Linked DNA regions of Sus scrofa: region 2 is linked to region 1. The links are chromatin contacts, called in public HiChIP or PLAC-seq maps. All regions are on one chromosome and are shown on one strand. Each heading gives the region's core, a stretch centred on a gene start, on an enhancer-like site or on the middle of the called end of the contact. The rest is flanking DNA. Distances are from core to core; before and after follow the strand shown. Region 1 holds the start of ARL8B (ADP ribosylation factor like GTPase 8B). Region 2 holds the start of EDEM1 (ER degradation-enhancing alpha-mannosidase-like protein 1).

Region 1 (4,972 bases), core at 333-2,832:
GTATCTTTTAAATTTTTTTAATTTTGGGGAGTTCCCATGGTGGCTCAGTGGTTAACGAATCCAACTAGGAACCATGAGGTTGCGGGTTCAATCACTGGCTTTGCTCAGTGGGTTAAGGATCTGCATTGCCGTGAGCTGTGGTATAGGTCGCAGATGTGGCTGGGATCCTGCATTGCTGTGGCTCTGGTGTAGGCTGGCAGCTACAGCTCCGATTAGACCCCTAGCCTGGGAACCTCTATATGCCGCACGTATGGCCCTAAAAAGACAAAAAAAAGAAAAAAATTATTTTATTTTTTATTGAAGTACAGTTGATTTACAAGAATCTGAATAATATATATATACACATACATATGTATATATATAAAACTGAATCACTTTGTTGTATGCATGGTATTATATCTTTTACTTATCTGGAATGTAAGCTCCTCAGGGAAGGAATTTTCTTTTAATTTGAAAGCCTTGCAGATATTTTAATGTAATTTTTAATTAAATTAAACTTTTGAACAGGCAACTCATTTACATGGTTGAAAGTGAAAACTATATAAAAGATATTCAGAGACTTCTCATTCCATTCCTGCCTATGACCATCCAGTTTCCCCTTCCCCCCATAAAATCATTTTTATTAGTTTTTGAATATTTCTTTATGCAAAGATATATGTATTTGTACATATACATGTATATTGTTGTTTTTCATCTTATACCCAAAGTGTCATTTAATATATAGTTGACATCTTGCATTCATGTTCCTTTAAAATATTTCCTGGACATTATTTCTTATCAGTTTATACAGAACTTTCTCATTCTTTTTAAATTTTTATTATTTATTTATTGATAGGCAAGAAATAGATTTACTATGATATGACGCTTGTGGGAGGTACAAACGGGCAGGCAAGGAAGCACTGCTTATCATTCTTTTTTTTTTTTTTTTTTTTTTGCTTTTTAGGGCTGCACCTGTGACATATGGAGGTTCCGAGTCTAGGGGTTGAATCGGAGCTGTAGCTGCGGGCCTCTGCCACAGCAACGCAACACAGGCTCCCAACCAAGTCTACAACTTACACCACAGCTCACAGCAACACCAGATCCTTAAATCTCTGAGCAAGGCCATGGATCCAACCCGCAACCTCATGGTTCCTAGTCGGATTTGTTTCCACTGCGCCATGACGCGAAGTCCTCATTTTTATTTTTTTTTTAATAGCTGTTAAATTAGTCCCTTTTGAGAACTTACCAGAGTTTATTTAATCACTTCCCTACTGATAAACACTTGTGGCTTCCATCTTTTGCTCTGTAGGACAGGGATTTTCGTGTTGAATCCTCCAAAGTCGTGAAGTCTTTCTGCATGTAGCTAACTGTAAATAAACAATCACAGAGAGAATGAGTGGTGAATTGACCTGCATTAATTAGCTAAGGAGGGTGGTAGAAAGGGAGCCCAAGGCCGGAGGGCGTTGCTGCGCGGAGGTCTCAGCAGGTGGCGCTGCAGGCGGCGCACGCGCCTGGCCTTGCGGGCCCCGCCGCTCTTGCCGTGTATGCCTACAGCGGCGCCGGGACGCGCGTTGGGGGTAGGGCGAGTCATATGACCTGCTCGGCTTCCTGGCTTCTGCTGTCGCCGCCCGCCTGTGTCCGCCAGCGTCGCGCCGGGGCCCCGAGGAGCCGTTGCGGGGGGTCCGGGCCAAGGCCCGCTCGTGTGGAGTTCGTCGCCGCAGCTGCCCACCCGCTTGCCCATCAGTCTTCCCTCCCGACCGCCATCATGCTGGCGCTCATCTCCCGCCTGCTGGACTGGTTCCGCTCGCTCTTTTGGAAGGAGGAGATGGAGCTGACGCTCGTGGGGCTGCAGTACTCGGGCAAGACCACTTTCGTCAATGTCATCGCGGTGAGTGCTCTTGCTAACCCGCCCGGGGCGCAGAAGCCCGCGAGTCCGCCCGGCAGCCGCCCAAGGGCCTGTCCTGGGGTCCCCTCCGCGCGGCGGAGCTCTAGGTAATGTGGGGCGGCGGGGGGGTGGGGTGCGGTGCAGCGCACGCCGTGCCTGTCACCTCCCCGAGGGCCAAGATTTAGAGTTTTCCCGCGTGTTGGTAGATGAAGTGGAGTGTTGGGGTCGGCAGCTGAAGGGTTAATTCCATTTGGTCATCTTCGAAGCGTCGCGTCCTCATCGGCGCCTGGGCTTGGAAAGGTTAGAATTGGACTTGTGTTTAAGGCGCTTTGGGGGATGGGGGTTTCCTTAGGGTTTGATCTGTAGGGGCGGCGGAAGGGTTAACTCCAGCTTGTCACTTTCCCGAAGGGTGGGATGTGGCGAGTTTCGCTGTTCCGTGAGAAGGCATGCATACAAATTGAGATCCTTTCTCAACTAGCCACTCGGGACGAGGAGCCCCATTGTGAGGAACGCGCGGGACCAGTGTGGGCTTCTTCCTGAATTCTGTGGGCAGCCCGTCCCCTGTAATTCGGTTACTGGCTTTCACCGGTTCCCCTAGGGGCCAAGATCCAGTTGATTGCGCTGCGCTGGCGGGTGGAAGCTGGGGAGAGACATTTCCCAGTGGTGGACAGCTTTTATTTTATTTATCATTTATTTCTAAATTGAAGTACAGTTGACTTACAAGTGTACAGCTTTTATTAAATCAAGGAGTTGGGGGAATCTCTGCTTTTCTAGAGTTCTCACGTACGGGATAAGACGGATCTGCAGGCAGCGTAAAGTTAACTACTTTGAAAAAGAGGAGTTGGTGTTTTGTGATGGTGTTTCTTAACTGAAGAGAGAGAAAGGGACTGGATGGGAACAGAGTTTATTCGACGCCCAGGGAATGGGTATCTGGGAGGGGAAATTGCCCTGCGAACCTCTATACTATGTGGTGTTTGTTCAGCAGTGGTTGAGGGGAAAGAGGATGATTAAATTTTGCCTGTTTGGTTGGCTGGGGAAGGAATAAGCGCGACAGAGTCTCCTCAATCTTTATTTAGAGCCCAGGAGTTCCTGTGACTCAGTCTTCGCTGATAGGGGCTTGTGCTTGTCTGGGATGAACTTTAGAGCCATTTCAAAGAGAGATGGCAGTAGTTCCTCCACCCTTTAGCTGATGGGTGCAATCCTTATTTAATAGGAGACTAGCTGTCCAACTGGTTTGGTTACAGGAATGATTCAAGTATACCTCCGTTGTTGGAGAACACACCAGCTTGTGTAACTTGTGATCTTAGTCCTTGCAGTTTTAGAGCAACAGGAATGAATAAGACTTGGAGAGATAGAGATTAGCAGAAATACAAACTTCCTTTGAGGAATGTTGCATATAAAAATAAAAAAAGAACATTTGCTACTTGTTTGGCTCTTTTTGGTGGGGGTATCTTGAGATGACTTTCTTTTTAACAGGCCAAGAAAAATGGAATGTGTATTTGATACCACTAAAAACTAATAACGAAAAACTTCGGGCTAAGTGTCCATATTCAAACTTTTATGTGATATAGAAAAGATCAGCTTGAATGCAGTTGAGCTCATTTAGCTGTAAATTTTCTGATAGTCCTTTGAGATAAGAATTGGCATCTCCTTGAAATCCTATCTTTTTGACAAGACTGAAGTAATTTGTAGTGTAGATAGGTGTGTTACTACAATTGCATTTATTACAGAGAAGTAGTTGTGCTTGGGAAACCTAAAGTTTAGTAAATCTTTGAGAAAGTTCGAAAGACAGTAGCATACCTTCCCTGCTGATGTATTTAGTAGACATTGTAGCTTATTGTAATGAGCATGACCTTTGAAGTAAAACAATCCTGGGTCCACATTCTGGCTTTGCCACTTAGCAGCATTGTATCCTCTTTCAGTCCTGCTTTCTCATCTATTAAGAGGAGATAATAGGTTTCTTACAGAGTTGCTGTGAGTACTTGAATGACAGATGTTAAATGACTAGCACCATGCCTGCTCATAGAAGGGGCTAAGTAAATGGTAATGCTATTGTTATTTGTAGTGGTTACACGCGTTTAATGCAGGAACAATATTTTGGAAAATATTCAGAAGGGAATTAGCTGTGGTCATGTCCTTCTTTGAATTTGTGTATGTATAACCAGATGTGGACTGCCATAGGGGCTTCGTAGATTGTGGCAAATAATCACTTCATGTCTTCCCCCTCCCCCCTTTATTGCTTTAGATTATTTTAACATCTGGAACTCAAAGGGAGCTATTATTTTAACGTTAGTGTAGTCTTTTTGAATGATGATGAGGGTAGGTTCTGTTAAAAAAAATTGGGACTGTAATTGCTTGTGGGCTTTAGGATGCTGAAAAAGAACTCAGTAAATTTCATACCTCTTTTTTTAAACCTCAGACTTTAATCTGTGATTCTTATGGAATATATGGATGGTGAGGAAAAAGTAATTAAAGTTTACAGAGATTTAGATAGAAACAATGTGTCCAAAGTAGTAAATTTATCATTATCTTAAAAAAAATTACTGCACCATTCTTTGTTTAAAGTGTTTGTTTAAACTCAGAAATTCAGACATGTTGAACACATTGTGTCACTTTAGAAAACTGGCCATTTATTTCTCAAATTCAACAAGTGACTTCCCCGATGTAAAAAGCTTCAAATGAAGCCCGGTTTTTAGATAAAAATCAACTTTTTTTTTTTTTTTGTAAACATCAAATTAAAATGTGGCTATGTTTTTCTGAATTTAAAGTTAAGAAAACTTTAATGTCATTTAACTTACTCAAAAGGTTTGCAAAGCTGAATTATTTATATGTAGTGTTTGGTCCAGTCTGAAATTAGACAGTTTGCTTACAGAGTTTCAGTCTTAAAATTCATATGCTTAATGTGCTTATGGTTTAAAACCTGAAATGATACTTCATGTTCAGGTTTTAAAGGACCTTGATAGCAAGTGCATCTTAAGCATATTGACTAACATTTGGAAGTTCTACGCACACACACTGTTGTGTATATGTGTGTGTATATTTGAGGATGTGAATTAGAGGAAAGTATGATAATACTGTACATAGAGACACTTAACATACATAGATTTG
Region 2 (4,986 bases), core at 906-3,405, 63 kb after region 1:
TGAGGGGTGTCTAGTCTAATATAGAGAGCTAACACAATTACCTCTGTCCCCCCTTGGTTCAGCTTAATTCAAGGAGAAAACATTTTCTGACTATGGCCCCTGAATCCTGGGATGTGCCTTGCAGGACACTAATGTCAGCATTGCTGGTTTGGGAAGAGTAGAAAGACCAGTCTTTCTTGGCTTTTGAGGGCTAGCTGGTTTCAGTAAACTGGGACGAAAGTGTGAAAGACCAGCCTGATCTGCCTTTTTTTCTTCCTAGAGCCAACTCACTTGGAGAACTTGAGTTCCCCCAACCTGACTTCTTCCCTTATGGCTTGTGGACTACACCTTACAAGGTTTTTTGTGAAGCTTAAATAAGAACACATGTGGAAAGTATTTTGAAACTTGCCAGACGTATATGGCTGGCAGCTATTGTCAGTTTTTCCATGAAAAGCGTCTTTTAGAAGTTAGAGGGTTTTCTCTGGCTATGAAAAAGATTTGTTATTAGAGTTTGTCTCCAGTATGAAGACAGGAGCTATTATCAATGTGGTTTGTAGTTGACTGCTGGTAAGTAAAAATTTGCAATAACTTATGAAGGAAATATATAACATGACCCTTAATATTCATATTCAGTTTGCAAGTTTCAAGAAGGCAGACCTGAACGTTCAGGATCAAGCCCTGATGTTGAACTTTCATCAGGGTCCCTAGGTGAAAAGTAGGAAAAGAATACCTGTAGGCAAAAGACCCTGGCTCAAACTCTTTTTACATTCCTTCGATGCTTGGGCAGGCCTGTCGGTATTTTGGACAGGAATAAGGGTCAATCAACAAAAAGGGTCTTACTATGTGCCAGCCACCTGTGTTACAATCATGTTTCTTCAGGCTCCTTCTCAGGGAGTCTCCATTATACCTCCTCTGTATTGCTAAAAGTCTTCTGACCCTGAGAATGTGCCACATGACTACTCTGTCATCTTCTTAGTCACTCCCTTGGTTATTCTGCCAGTCTGGCTTGAGCCACTCATCAGGTCTTGCTTCCTGAGCTTTTCAGGAACCTCAGTATAATAGGCACATGGTCTAAACTTAAGGAGGGCAAATCTTAGCAGACATTTCCAAATGCGGCAAACAAAAGAAAACAAAACCCCCAAACCGTTGAGCCATTACATGAAAGCAATAGCCCTTCAGAGCTGACATTTTCAACCTTGCTTATTATGGTAAGTAGATACTAAGAGGTAAAGTGATTTGACCAGGAACCTATCCCACACGTCAAAGGTTAGGTCACTGCTACAGTGCACAGGAGAGATGGTGATATGATTGAATAGATCTGGTAAAAATAATCGGTGGTGGCGGCAAGCAGCCTTGACTCCTCCCCCCTGCATTTTTCTTCTGTATCTTTTTTTAAAAATAGTCGTATTTCTGAGACAAAGGCAACTCAACCTAACTCAGTATTTCCTGGAATTGTCGGATACTAAGAATTGCCGAAGCGTATTTGTTAGACACATTGCCCGGGCCCTCTATCTATAGGTCTAGGACAGGACCTGGGAATGTGTATTTTACAGTCACCGTGAGCGCTTCTTACAAGTTAGGGCGTTTTAATAAAAAGGGTTCAAATTTTAAGTTAAAAGAAAACAAATTAGGGTGTTTTAATAAAAGTAATTCAAGATAACGTTTTACGGCAACATCCACCCCCCACCATGTAAAAAAAACTTGCCCTTGGTATGCCAAAGTAGCTGCCTTATATAGAAATGTCCTTTTTTCGTTCCTTGTTCCTTATGTCTTAATTGTTACCGTCCCTAACATACAGCTCCGGTCCCAGCGCGGAGCCGGTTCTACTGGAGCGGGGCGGGTCCTGGGCCACGTCCCTGTCCAGCCTTCAGCTGCAGGTTCCGTGCCGCGCTCCCATTGGCTGGAAGTTCCCTCCTCCGGAGCCCGAGCTGCTCCTACTCGCCACGCCAGCCCAGCCGACTCCGGACCGCCCTGGGGGCGGGGCCGAAAGGACGGGGCGGGGCCTCGTGGCGTTGGGGGCAACCAGGTGGCCTATGGCGCCTGAGGGAGTCCCACGCCTCGCACAGCGAGGCCGGGCCGGGGCCGGGCCAATCCGGGCGACTGGGCGGGCGAATGCGGGGCCTGGCCGGCTGGGCCCGGAATGCTGGGGGTGGGGGACAATGGGCCAGTTCCTGGTGCGTCACGGGGAAGTTCCTTAAAGGGGAAGTGAGCGGGGCTACGAGGCGGACGTGGGGTGCGGTGGTCGGCGGGGAAGGTCCCCAGCGTTTTAAAATAATGCCCGCGGCGCCCGCGCGACCATGCAATGGCGAGCGCTCGTCCTGGGGCTGGTGCTCCTCCGGCTTGGCCTCCATGGAGTGCTGTGGCTTGTCTTCGGGCTGGGGCCCAGCATGGGCTTCTACCAGCGCTTCCCGCTCAGCTTCGGCTTCCACCGCCTGAGGGGCTCCGACGGCCCCGCGTCTCTTGCCTCGGGGCCCGCGGGCAGGCCGGGGACGCCTGGGGGGCCGTCGTGGCTGCAGCCGCCGGTTCCCGCGGCGGCGGCGGCGGCAGCGTCTGCGGGGCGGCGGCGGGCTCCGCGGCGGCCAGGGCCGGGTGTGTGTGGCCCGGCCCACTGGGGCTACGTGCTGGGCGGCCGGGACCGCGGCCGGGACGAGTACGAGAAGCGCTACAGTGGTGCCTTCCCGCCTCAGCTGCGCGCACAGATGCGCGACCTGGCGCGAGGCATGTTCGTCTTCGGCTACGACAATTACATGGCGCACGCCTTTCCCCAGGACGAGCTCAACCCCATCCACTGCCGCGGCCGAGGGCCGGACCGCGGGGACCCGTGAGTACCCCGCGCCGGCCGGACGCCCGGGACCGCTCACCGCACGCACTTCCTTCCGACCCCGGGGGTGGGTGCTGCCGTCCGTCCTCTGGGTCCCCCTAAGGGTGCCGGGGTGTTTAGGGTGATGGGGGCTTGGGGGTAAGTGGAAGGGCCGATGTCTGCCCTCTGTCCTGATTCTTCCGGAATCCGAGTTACTGGACTGCTGTCTGCGCAATCTCTTTTACAGATGGGAAAACTGAGGCTCAGAGAACAGAGGGCACAGTAGCAGTACCAAGGGGTGACTTGGGGGGACCTTAAACTCCCATCTTCACCCTTTCTCCAGGTGAACATAAAATCAAGATGAAATCCCTTGTAAATGTAGCTTCAGAACTAGCCCTTACCTTCCCCCACCTAGCCTACTCCCCACTTTTCTGTATAGAAATATATAAATTCAGAAGTTGATCCCGGGAAGGGACTTCTAAAGCCAGGCAGTGAATCTGAGGCAGAGCAGGGCTACAATCTTTCTCCTTCATCACAGAGGCTGCTTTTTAGGCTGAGGATGGTTAGGTGGAAGGGAGGGAGGCTGTGAGGCCTACATTTGGGTTCCTGATGCTCAGGATGGGATTCCTTTGCCTTACTGTAGGGTCTGTCCTGCAGGTTCTCCCCGGTCTGGTGGCAGGGCTGTCAGGAAAGGTGGACCAGTCCTGTCCTTGGATCAGGCTTGTTTGCAGAGTGAGCTTCAAGGGTCATTGCTGTTGACTTCAGAGTCCAAGAGGACAGCACACCCAGCTGAGGACCTCCTGGCTGGAGGGAACCGGTGTGCTCTGACTGACCCTGATGGCTGGATAGGTGACTGTCTTCCCCTGGGTTCCTCCTCTCAGGCGGGAGTGGAGGAGTCCGTTGCTTGGCCCCTTTTGACAGTGAGCCCTGTGTTTTCCTTCACCTGGTGAAAAGCAGCAAAGGCCACTTCTCAGGTTCTAAAAAGGAAGCCCATAGAGTAAAGGAGGCAGAAGAGCTTTAAAAATGGTTTTATTATCTACAAACTCATGTCATAAATTTCAATTTGAGAGCATGAGGGCACAGGGCAGGTTAACTTAAAAGGACTGGGTCTTTCTAAAATTGTAGGAAACTGTTGAGGTACTTTTCGTGTTTCACTTTACGTGTAAAGGTTGATATAGTTTAAATGTATAACTGGCCATATGTATAAATATATTTTCAATCAATTTTTTTGAGAAAAATTTTTATTAAATTTTGGAAAAAATTACTGGGCCTTTTCATATTGTATGAAATTGAGTTGTTTTCCCTAATTAGCTTAACTATACCAGACTTTATACCCATGTGTTTTCTTTCTTTCTTTTTTTTTTTTTGTCTTTTTGCCTTTTTGCCTTTTCTAGGGCCTCTCCCGCAGCACCAGGTGTTTTCTTTTGATCTCAGTTTTTTGGGGAAAAAAGTTAAAATTAAAAAAAAAAAAAAAAGCCTAAAATCCCACCAGGCAGTTATTTTTAATTTATTTTTCCTGCCAACTCCTGCCCAGATGCCTGCACACTTTTAATGTAGTTGAAATCAAAGTGTGTGTACGTATTTCGGATCTTAATTTTATTTTCTCACCAGTGCTCATGGTACTGCAAGAGCAAACACACTGAGTTGTTCTCCCTCACAGATTTTTTTCTCAGGCTTCCTTTTATGGCATAGACCTAAGGAGAACCATTTAAGGAGGACTTGTGATAACACTTTCTATTGAGAATATGATGGTCTGGGAGTGAGTTTATGACATTTTAATGCTTTTCCTAATAAACTTTGAGAACTCTCTGCAGAGTTGGAGCCTCCCTCCAGCAGGGTGAGGTGGCCCTGGCTAGCTTGCTGGGGCCCTGTGGTAGTTGCTGGTGGGGCTTTGCTTCAGGATGATGACTGCTGAGGTGTGGTTTGGTTTGACTGTTAAGTGACAATCTTGGTAAGTTGAGGTCAGGGTGCTTTGAGCAGATATGCTGCTGTTGGAAAGTTGGAAGTGGAAAGACTGAGGCGATGCATTTGGAAAGGGTTGTGCCCACAGGTAATAATCACCCTTGTGGCTGGTAAACCTTGGTGTCTTTCAGAAGGTAAAAGAACTCTGGGGTTATAGCGGCCTTGACTAGATCCTCATAGTGGCCACTTGAAAAGACTGGAAAGTTAATTTTTCTTGCTCCTTTTCCTTTAACTTAATTCCTCTC

What was found. HiChIP or PLAC-seq counts read pairs in DNA pulled down with a chosen protein or histone mark.
Region 2: an H3K27ac HiChIP or PLAC-seq map of alveolar macrophages shows a contact between it and region 1. The contact joins the promoter of EDEM1 here to the promoter of ARL8B in region 1. A contact is called at or near these places in 2 of 5 promoter capture datasets (fetal liver and liver), 23 of 47 Hi-C or Micro-C datasets (alveolar macrophages, blood, embryonic fibroblasts and 12 more) and 2 of 2 datasets of contacts at active chromatin or transcription factors (alveolar macrophages and skeletal muscle).

Annotation. Positions count from the first base shown.
Region 1 is chr13:61,639,101-61,644,072 of Sscrofa11.1, forward strand. ARL8B (ADP ribosylation factor like GTPase 8B) reads left to right here and starts at 1,583. Exons shown (of 8, transcript NM_001252214.1): 1 at 1,583-1,867. The coding sequence starts at 1,745.
Region 2 is chr13:61,701,446-61,706,431 of Sscrofa11.1, forward strand. It overlaps EDEM1 (ER degradation-enhancing alpha-mannosidase-like protein 1), which reads left to right and starts at 2,156. Exons shown (of 11, transcript XM_021069286.1): 1 at 2,156-2,800. The coding sequence starts at 2,282.